3 separate regions of the Anas platyrhynchos genome follow, and all the other regions are linked to region 2. A link is a contact called in public Hi-C data. All regions are on one chromosome and are shown on one strand. Each heading gives the region's core, a stretch centred on a gene start, on an enhancer-like site or on the middle of the called end of the contact. The rest is flanking DNA. Distances are from core to core; before and after follow the strand shown.

Region 1 (2,700 bases), core at 155-2,654, 370 kb after region 2:
GTCAGAAAATGAGCACAGGGATGGTTTTTAAGCAAAAAGCCATAAAGAGGCCGTAAATGGCCAGGATGCAAAGCTACCAATACCTAAATCAAACACGGGGCCAAAGTTAACAGGACCATCTCCTGCACGGACTGACAAATAAAAATGAATAAACGCTTTTTAAGATGCTGCTAAACCCAAGGAGGGCGAACGAACCCTTTTGGGGTTCGACCCCAGCGGCAGCAGCCCAGCACCGCGCTGTGCCCCCAGGAGGAGCCCCCCGTCCCCAGGGGTCTGCTCCTTGCCCAGGGACTGCTGCTTCGCCTGGGGCACAGCTGGCTTTCTACGATGGGGGCTGTGATGCAAACGGGTTTATTTATTTTATTTTATTTTGTTTTGTTTTGTTTTGTTTTTAAGGGGAGGCGCTGCTCCCTATCCCAGCTCCAACTTGGATGCACAGAAGTAGCAGGGAGAGTGAAAACCCCCAGTGAAGGATTTAAGACAGCCTCCCCCAGCAGTAATGGGGCTGCAGGGCAGGGGGGAGAGAGGAGGGGGCACTGTGAGGGCCTAGGGGTGATGAAATAATCGATGTGGGAAAAATAATGGGGGAAAGAAATAAAGGGGAAAGAAATAACAGGGAAAGAAATAAAGGGGGGGGGGAGTAGGAGGGGAATAAAGAAGGGAAAATAAAGAGGGGGAATAAAGGGGGAAAAACAGGGAGAAAAATAAAGGGGGAAATAAAGGATGGGGATAAAGGGGGGGGAATAAAAGGGTGAAATATAAAGGGGAAATAAAGGGAGAAAAAGAAGGGGGAAAAAAAGGGGGAAAGTAAAGAAGGGGGAGTTAAGGGGGGAAAGTAAAGGGGGCAAAAAGGGGGAGAAAGGATAAAGGGGAAAAAGTGGAGGGGAAAAAGTTAAATGGGGAAAAACTAAAGGGGGCGAAATTAAAATAAAAATTAAAGTGGGAAACCGGGGTGTGGGGGCAGCACCCGTCAGATAGGGTCTGGGAGGAGGCCCTGGGCTCCCCCCCAGTTATCCCATATCCCATATCCCATCCCATCCCATATCCCATATCCCATCCCATATCCCATCCCATCCCATCCCATCCCCATCCCCTCCCCTCCCGCCCCCCCCTCCCCAGCGCGGGGCAGCGGCGCCCCCGCCCGGTGCTGCCGGGAAGGGCGGCGGGAAGGGGCGGGGGCGGTTCGGCCGCGCTCGGCTCCGCTCGGCTCCGTTCGGCTCCGCTCGGCTCCGCTCGGCGCTGCGCACGGCCCCGGCCGCTCTGCGCCCCCAGGCGGGCGTCGGAGATTGAGGAGGGGCGGGAGGAGGAGGAGAAGGAGGAGGAGGAGGGGGGGGGGCGGCTCCCCCCGCCTCTCCTGATTGGCTGATTGGCGGTGACGCGCGGCGCGGCGCTGCCTCTTAGGGCGGGAGGCGGAGGCAGGGCCCGGCAGAGCCGAGCGGAGCCGAAGGGAGCCGAGCGCGGCCGAGCCGCGTCCCGACAGCGCCGTGAGGGGAGCGCCCAGGGGGCAGCGACGCCCCCGCGGCTGGGGCCAGGAGGAGGAGGAGGAAACTTGGTGCGGGGCAGCCCGGAGCCAGCCCCCGGAGCCAGCCCCAGCGCCGCGGATGTGCCCCACGAGCAGCAGCCGCCGCCGGGCGGGGAAGGACGGAGCCGGGCGCTGGGGAGCCGGCGGGGGGCTGTAGCGGCTGGAGGACCCGGGGACTGAGGCTCGCCCCTCAACGCTGCGCCTGCTCTGCTGGATCTGTGGCTTTTTTGGTGGTGTGTGCTTGGGTTTTTTTCCCTATTTTTACTATTTTTTTTTATATATATTTTTTTTTATTTTTTTTTTTCCTCGGGGGAAGGAGCTGCCGGCCAGCCCCGCTCGCTGCAGTCGTGGCGGTGCCGAGGCTGGGCAGCCCCCCTTGGAGCCAAGGAGGAAAAAAAGGAAAAAAATAAAAATTAAAAAAGAGAAAGAGGCCGCCCCGCACCTAGAAGCGAACCGCGGGACCTGCGTTGGGATCTGTTAGTTCTCTTGCTCATGCCACTGCCCCATGGGTGCCTCAATGGCAGGATCATGAAGTGTTTGACTTTTTTTCTTCTGCTTCCAGAGACCTTAAAGAAGTCCAAAAAGAGCGCGAGGCCAAACGGCAAGGTGCCAGGATGCTATGAGATAGTGCCCCTGGCCCTGAAGAGGAAGATGGCTGCAGAACTTTACCCTGCCAGCGCCAACACCAACATCGCCAACAGCAACGCCGCCGCCACCGCTGCCAACAGCAAGAAGAACGCGCTGCAGCTCCAGCAGAGCGCCCAGCCGCCCCCGCCGCCACAGCTCCAGAACCTCAACAACAACAACTTGGAGAGCGCCAACTGGCAGTCCTTCCACCCCACGCTGCGCGAGAGGTAAGGGACGAGCGACAAGGGACGAGCGACCCCGCCACCGGGCTGGCTGGGGGTTTCGGGGGGGGAGATGGGGGCACTGAGCGGCCTCTCCACACCTCCCTCCCTTCCCCTCGCTTGCAGGAACGCGCTGATGTTCAATAACGAACTCATGGCTGACGTCCACTTCATCGTGGGCCCGCCAGGGGCATCCAAGAAAGTTCCTGCCCATAAGGTTTGTGCAGAGCATTATTTTTGTTTTTTCCCCCCCCCCCCTGCTTTTTGTGATAGTGCTGAGCATCCCCCCTTCTTACCCCAACTCCCAAACAACTCAATTCAATTTTTTTC
Region 2 (2,700 bases), core at 45-2,544:
GTACAGACCTCTCAGGATTATGCATCCTGTAGGCACGTCAAAGTGGCCAGAAAACAGAAAAGCAGCTGTGCATGTTTTTCTCTCTCCTCTCACTCCGGGACTAAACCTATAAAATAATAATGTGTCTTTCTAGTATTATCATTTGTCTTTGATTTTCTGTAGAGAATTGCATAACAGCAACAGTCCTATTAGCATTCAGCACTCCATTTTTTGCTTTGTGCTTTCTCCCTTATTCCTTTGGCTTAATAAAGAAATGAATTTTGCATTTGCTAGTTGCCTGACAGCCCAGGAGGCTGGGCTGTCCCCTGTTTAGCTGTTAAATAGGAAAACATGGGACTCACCTATGTGGTAGTCCCTTCACAGTATGCCAGCTCTGTCCATACAGTAGGAAGCAGGGAAATTCAGATCACATGAAACTGGTGATGCTGATGGGAACTTAAATGAGGAACAGGGACTGAAAGCTGCCACTGCCAGGGGCAATTAGTACTGGATGGCCACATTTATAAGCCCTCGGGTATGAATAGGTTGAAAGGTGCTGTGTGCAAGGTCTGCTTTTGATCATGGGTAGCGTGGATACAGCACATGGCAATGGGGTTTGCAATGCCTGGCTGCTTCAGAGGGCTAAAGGCTGGGAAATATTTGCAAAGAGCTGCTGCCTTTAAACATTGCCTAAGATGCCTCAGTCAGCATGGAGGGGTGCAACATTTCCCCCACAAGGAATCAGCATCAAATTTGAGGCCAGAGCAGTGGGGCTGGCTCTCCAGAGCAGCAACCAAACCCAGCAGCAGCTTCTCTTAATCTGGTTGCACAGCTGCAGAGCATCACAGCTGGGTCAGAAACACTGCTCCGAGAGTGTGAAGGACTTGCCCCTCTCCCTCCCCCTTCGGGTAACGCTGTGGAATAAAATATTTTTTATTTCTAGTGCCAAGAGAGGAAAAGCAAATTTTCCAGGGAATGAAGGTTATTGAAATTTCTGGCACAGCCACTAGATGCCCCTGTTTTCTGATGAGCGCTGCAGAGCGGGGCATGCGCCGGGTGCTGCAGGCAGGGCCTGGAGTTGGAGCTCAAACTATGCAGAAATCCTGATTGTTTCAGCCTTTTCCTCCCTAATGACCTTCTAATTAGCTGGGACTTTGCTAGCAATTAGGAGAGATGGCGATGCACAGCAAATGGGAATGGTCTCATGCACCTGCCTTTTCTGCTCCTGTTTCGTGGTGGCTCTGGAGGAGGGGACATAAAGCTTGGTCACCGATGGGCTTGGACCTGCACACCCCATCACTGTGACCACACAGCCTGTGTGGGTGGATCTGTCCCTACCAGAAAAGTCACTCTACAGCAAAGCCATTAACCCAAGCGGAAACATTTCCCTAATTAATCCCAAAGTGTTTCCTCGAACATTGTGTGCAGGTCCCAAAAGGAAGCTGACGCCATTCAAGTGGGAATTTGGCACTTGGTCAGCTTTTGTGGCTCTCAAATTGCTGTGCCTCCAAAAGATAAATACTTGGGTGCCATTCTTCCAGCCCAAGGCAAGGCAGGCAGCAATGGTCAGCACTTGGTAGGGAACATATTCAGCATTTGCTCTGTCTGGAGTGGTGCCTCCCCAAAATGCAATGAGCAAGGATTTATCTGAGGGTCTCTTAATTGAGGGAGAGCAAATGTTGCTGTTCTGGTAGAGTCAGTTCCCCAGTAAGGTTCGAGGGGCTTGCACCAGCTTGTTTCCTCTTACCAAAGTCCACAGCAGGCCTTCAAGTAAATATTACAGTCAGTTACCCAGCTCAGAAATCCTGTAAGATACAGAGCGGTGATTTATTGATTCAAGTGCAAAAAGGCCTTGTTTGTGTCTGGGCACTCAGTCTCACAAGGGAAATGATAGAGCTTGAGCTTTTTCCTTAATGAGCTGAGTAAAGTGCTGGGAAACCTTCAGAAGAGAACAAAAGTGGGCTCTCAGGATGACAACACCTATAAAGGTCTTTTGCTGCCTAATTCTTCCTGTTTTCAGGAGCATGGTGCCTAATTAGCACTTGTGAGCGTGATGGGAGCTCAGGGGGCTGAGTCATCTGGCAAGGCGCACTTTTTTTGGTTGACACTGCAGGAGGAGTAAAGAACAGCTCTGAAAAGGAGGCACAAAATATTCCCAGCTACCTAGTATCACACACACCAAAAAATAAACAATCAAAACAAAACAAAAAACCATATTAGGATCCAAAATACCTTTGCAGATGTCTAGAAACCAGTAGTTGGTTTATACATCACACACTGCAATTAAACAAAACAAAACAAAACAACAACAAAAAAACTCTTCTTCCTTCCAGAAGCTCCAGGTCAGGTTGCAACCCTCGTGGCACCACTCCTTCCAGCATCCTGCTGCACACAGCTGTGTTTGGTGCAGCCTAATCTACAGGTTTTTGGATGTGAGACATGAAAGTTGGGTAGCTGTCCTTAAAATCACGATGGTGCCAGCACAACAGCGTTTCAGGCAGGCTTACATGGATGTGTTACTGACACTGTGCAGGCCAAGCCATTTCTCTGCAAGCCACACATCGCCTGCCATTTTTTCCTAAATTAAAAAAAGACTCAGAATGACAATAGAAAATGAAGCCTGGATTAACTGATATCTCTCTTCTCTCAGTGATTTGCTTGTGTTTTCCCTTGGGCCTGTGCTGCTCTGTAGGATTATGGTGTTCCAGAGTCATTGGCATC
Region 3 (2,700 bases), core at 13-2,512, 430 kb after region 2:
CAACTCCCTTGTAACTATGGATCTGACATGGATATAGTGAGAGCAGATTGCCTGCAAGGAAGCAAGAATAAACCAGCTATTTAGAGAGATTATGTAATGTAGCACAGAGCTGTAAAATGAGATTTAAAGAGACAGAACTCTCCATTTCAGCCCTGTAAGTGCCCACAGAAGTTGGGCAATCCTGTGGCAATTTGAAGAGGCTCAGACAACAAAGGAAAGTCTTGTCACAGGGTCCCCTCTCTGAGCTAACTCTCCTTTCATTACTCTTCTTTCTCACAGAAAGACGACTGCGTGGTTATTTGGTCAAACCTTTTAAAAACAAAGCTGAAACACCTCTTCGTATCATCTCACAGATGTGTAGGCTTTTACAAGAAGGAGCTCTACGTGAGCAGAGATGAGCCATTCCGTGGGCCCGACGTTGCAGAACTCATGGAGCTTAGCATGCTCAATTAGCGCAGTGCAGCACATTGAAAATCAAACTGGTAATGAACAAACACAACAGTATTAGGTCTTTCTTGCATACATATTTTAAACGAGTGTAAACAAGACTCCAGTTTTTATAACTGCAGCCAATTCCTAACCAAACACCCACAAACATCAGCTGGTTCAGTAAAGAAAGGCAGAGAATATGAACTGCCACGCACCACCACGTTATAAATAGCGAGGAAACATACAGCAAAGGCATGTGTGATAAGGGAGACTAGTGGCGTGTATCCGATATTCTTACACAAGCCTGGAAACTGTAAAACCTTCAGGGCTTGCCCGTGACTTTCTTGAGAGCATACATGTAAATACCAATGCACAAAATAATGATTTTGCAGAAGAGTTTCAAGCAGTTGTTGTTGGGAGACTTTACTTTGGCATTTCTTCAGTTCAGAATGGAGGAAAAGAAAAAGAAACACACGTTACTACTTTAGATATTCTAATGAAAAACTGTTTTCCATCTAATTCTAAACATCCCTTAATTATAACCCTCAAAAGATGGCAGCATCGCAGAGTTAGCCAACCCCAGCTGCTTTACTAGGGATTAAATAAGAGACAGTGAGGCCAAATCACCTCCCTTTCACCTCCCCTGAAAAGACAGACATTACAGGCACGAAGAATTTGGCCCAAACTACATGGGGGAGGGAAGTGCAAGCAGGGGGAGGTTGTTGGTTTTTAAAAAACAAGTTCCTGCTCCGTTGCTGGACTTCTCCCCGGATCATGTCAAGCTTGCAGGTTGCTGGCAAGCAGACCAGGCACGCTGCGAGACCTGCCAGCACGCTCAGACCACACACACGCGCTCCCAGCTGCTCTCATCCACCAGGGACAACCTCCAGAGCAAGCTGGGCTCCCCTGCCCATCGCTGCTTTCCACAGAGCCCGGTTCTTCCCTTGGGCAGCAGCCTACACAGAGCACCATACAGAAGGACACAGCACGATCGTATGCTGAAGGCAGCACACAGCCTGGACCTGAGTAAGGAGCAGACCTCCTGGAAGCACGTTTACAAGTCATACTGCACCAGAATCCCCATGGCAGCTCATTTCAGCAGTCCATGTGCAACTCAGGTAACTCTGGAAATGTAAACATGGGAGTATGAGCAAATAATTAGCTTCGTGTTTTCTTCCCAAACGCACAGAGCAGTGCTCCAGGGACAACTGCCCATTTTTCTTGCAGTCAGCTATCAGAGCACTTCAGTTTCATTCAGTGAATAACCTCACATTTTTTCTTTCAAAAATATACAGTAAATTCATTTACCTTGCTATGCTGTAAAGAATAAATACAACGGATATTAACACAATTACAAAAAAAAGCAATCATGAACACAATGGCAGGGTGAGATTTTATAAGTTCACTGCCATAGCTCAATTTGCAATTGAGAACTACACAAAGCTAAAAACGTGATTAAATGCAGCAGACAACTAGCTCATTACAGAGCAGCAGAAAGAAGGGCCTTTCAGACACCAATTGCTCTACCTGAAATAGCAGCCGCTGTTGTCAAGCCTGGGACTGAGCAAGAACACTGCTTTGCTCATTGAAACGAACTTTCTCAGAGACGGATTGGCACCGTGACAAATACAGGTTGGCTGAGGAGATCAAAGACCAAATGCCCCCCCCCCCCCTTTTTTTTTTTAAATAAATATAAAGGATCGCCACAAAAGAAGAAAAACTGTAAAAAGCCTCAGACAGGTATAACTAAAAAGACAAAATATTTTCCTATTTCAAAACTGTTTGGGAGACCATTTCGTTTCAAACAACTGTAATTTCTTTTCTATGATGCTGTTAGACTTCAGCCAAGTAAAGATCATTGTATATGATTAGGGAGTCCTGACAAGTCCAGTACACACAAAAGCTGTTGGGATGAAAGATGCTCAGACCTTCCCCAGCAAACAGTCAGGAAAGAAGCCACGTCTATATTCCAGAACAATCCTAGGCTGTGTTTAATTTCAGTTACCAAAACGTGGTTTTGAACAACAAAAAAAAAAAAAAAAAGAAAAAGATTGCACTTTCTCCCCTCAGTTTATTTTTTCTACAATTATACTTAAGTAACTGAGCAGTCCCTATTCACAACAAGCAGATTTTTTTTTTTAAATACCTATGCAAAATTACAGCTATGATTAAAGTAACTTCATCCAATGACAAACTTCACCAGCTGTAAATGGTATTCTAGTGGTTTTATTCCACTAGAACAGTTTATACAGACATTTTCAAAATTCAGTG

The links. Hi-C and Micro-C count contacts between places; a contact is called where the count stands out from the background.
Region 1: a contact with region 2 is called in a Hi-C map of subcutaneous adipose tissue, with 2.4 times the contacts expected there. The contact joins the promoter of BTBD6 here to the enhancer-like site in region 2. A contact is called at or near these places in 2 of 8 Hi-C or Micro-C datasets (F1 follicle and subcutaneous adipose tissue).
Region 3: a Hi-C map of subcutaneous adipose tissue shows a contact between it and region 2, with 2.8 times the contacts expected there. The contact joins two enhancer-like sites. A contact is called at or near these places in 2 of 8 Hi-C or Micro-C datasets (skeletal muscle and subcutaneous adipose tissue).

What each region holds. Positions count from the first base shown.
Region 1 is chr5:8,030,296-8,032,995 of IASCAAS_PekinDuck_T2T, reverse strand. BTBD6 (BTB domain containing 6) reads left to right here and starts at 1,404. Exons shown (of 5, transcript XM_027459578.3): 1 at 1,404-1,755; 2 at 2,085-2,376; 3 at 2,497-2,587. The coding sequence starts at 2,174. All of the region lies in intron 6 of BRF1 (BRF1 general transcription factor IIIB subunit), which reads right to left.
Region 2 is chr5:8,398,310-8,401,009 of IASCAAS_PekinDuck_T2T, reverse strand. No RefSeq gene overlaps it. Among named protein-coding and RNA genes, the nearest start is that of NUDT14, 140 kb to the left of the region's middle. Within about 2 kb of position 1,294, at least 1 of the 8 cell types and tissues checked has an H3K27ac peak or open chromatin away from gene starts, as enhancers often do. A contact at or near this core is called in subcutaneous adipose tissue, where this site is marked.
Region 3 is chr5:7,965,518-7,968,217 of IASCAAS_PekinDuck_T2T, reverse strand. All of the region lies in intron 3 of BRF1 (BRF1 general transcription factor IIIB subunit), which reads right to left. Among named protein-coding and RNA genes, the nearest start is that of BRF1, 21 kb to the right of the region's middle. Within about 2 kb of position 1,262, at least 1 of the 8 cell types and tissues checked has an H3K27ac peak or open chromatin away from gene starts, as enhancers often do. A contact at or near this core is called in subcutaneous adipose tissue, where this site is marked.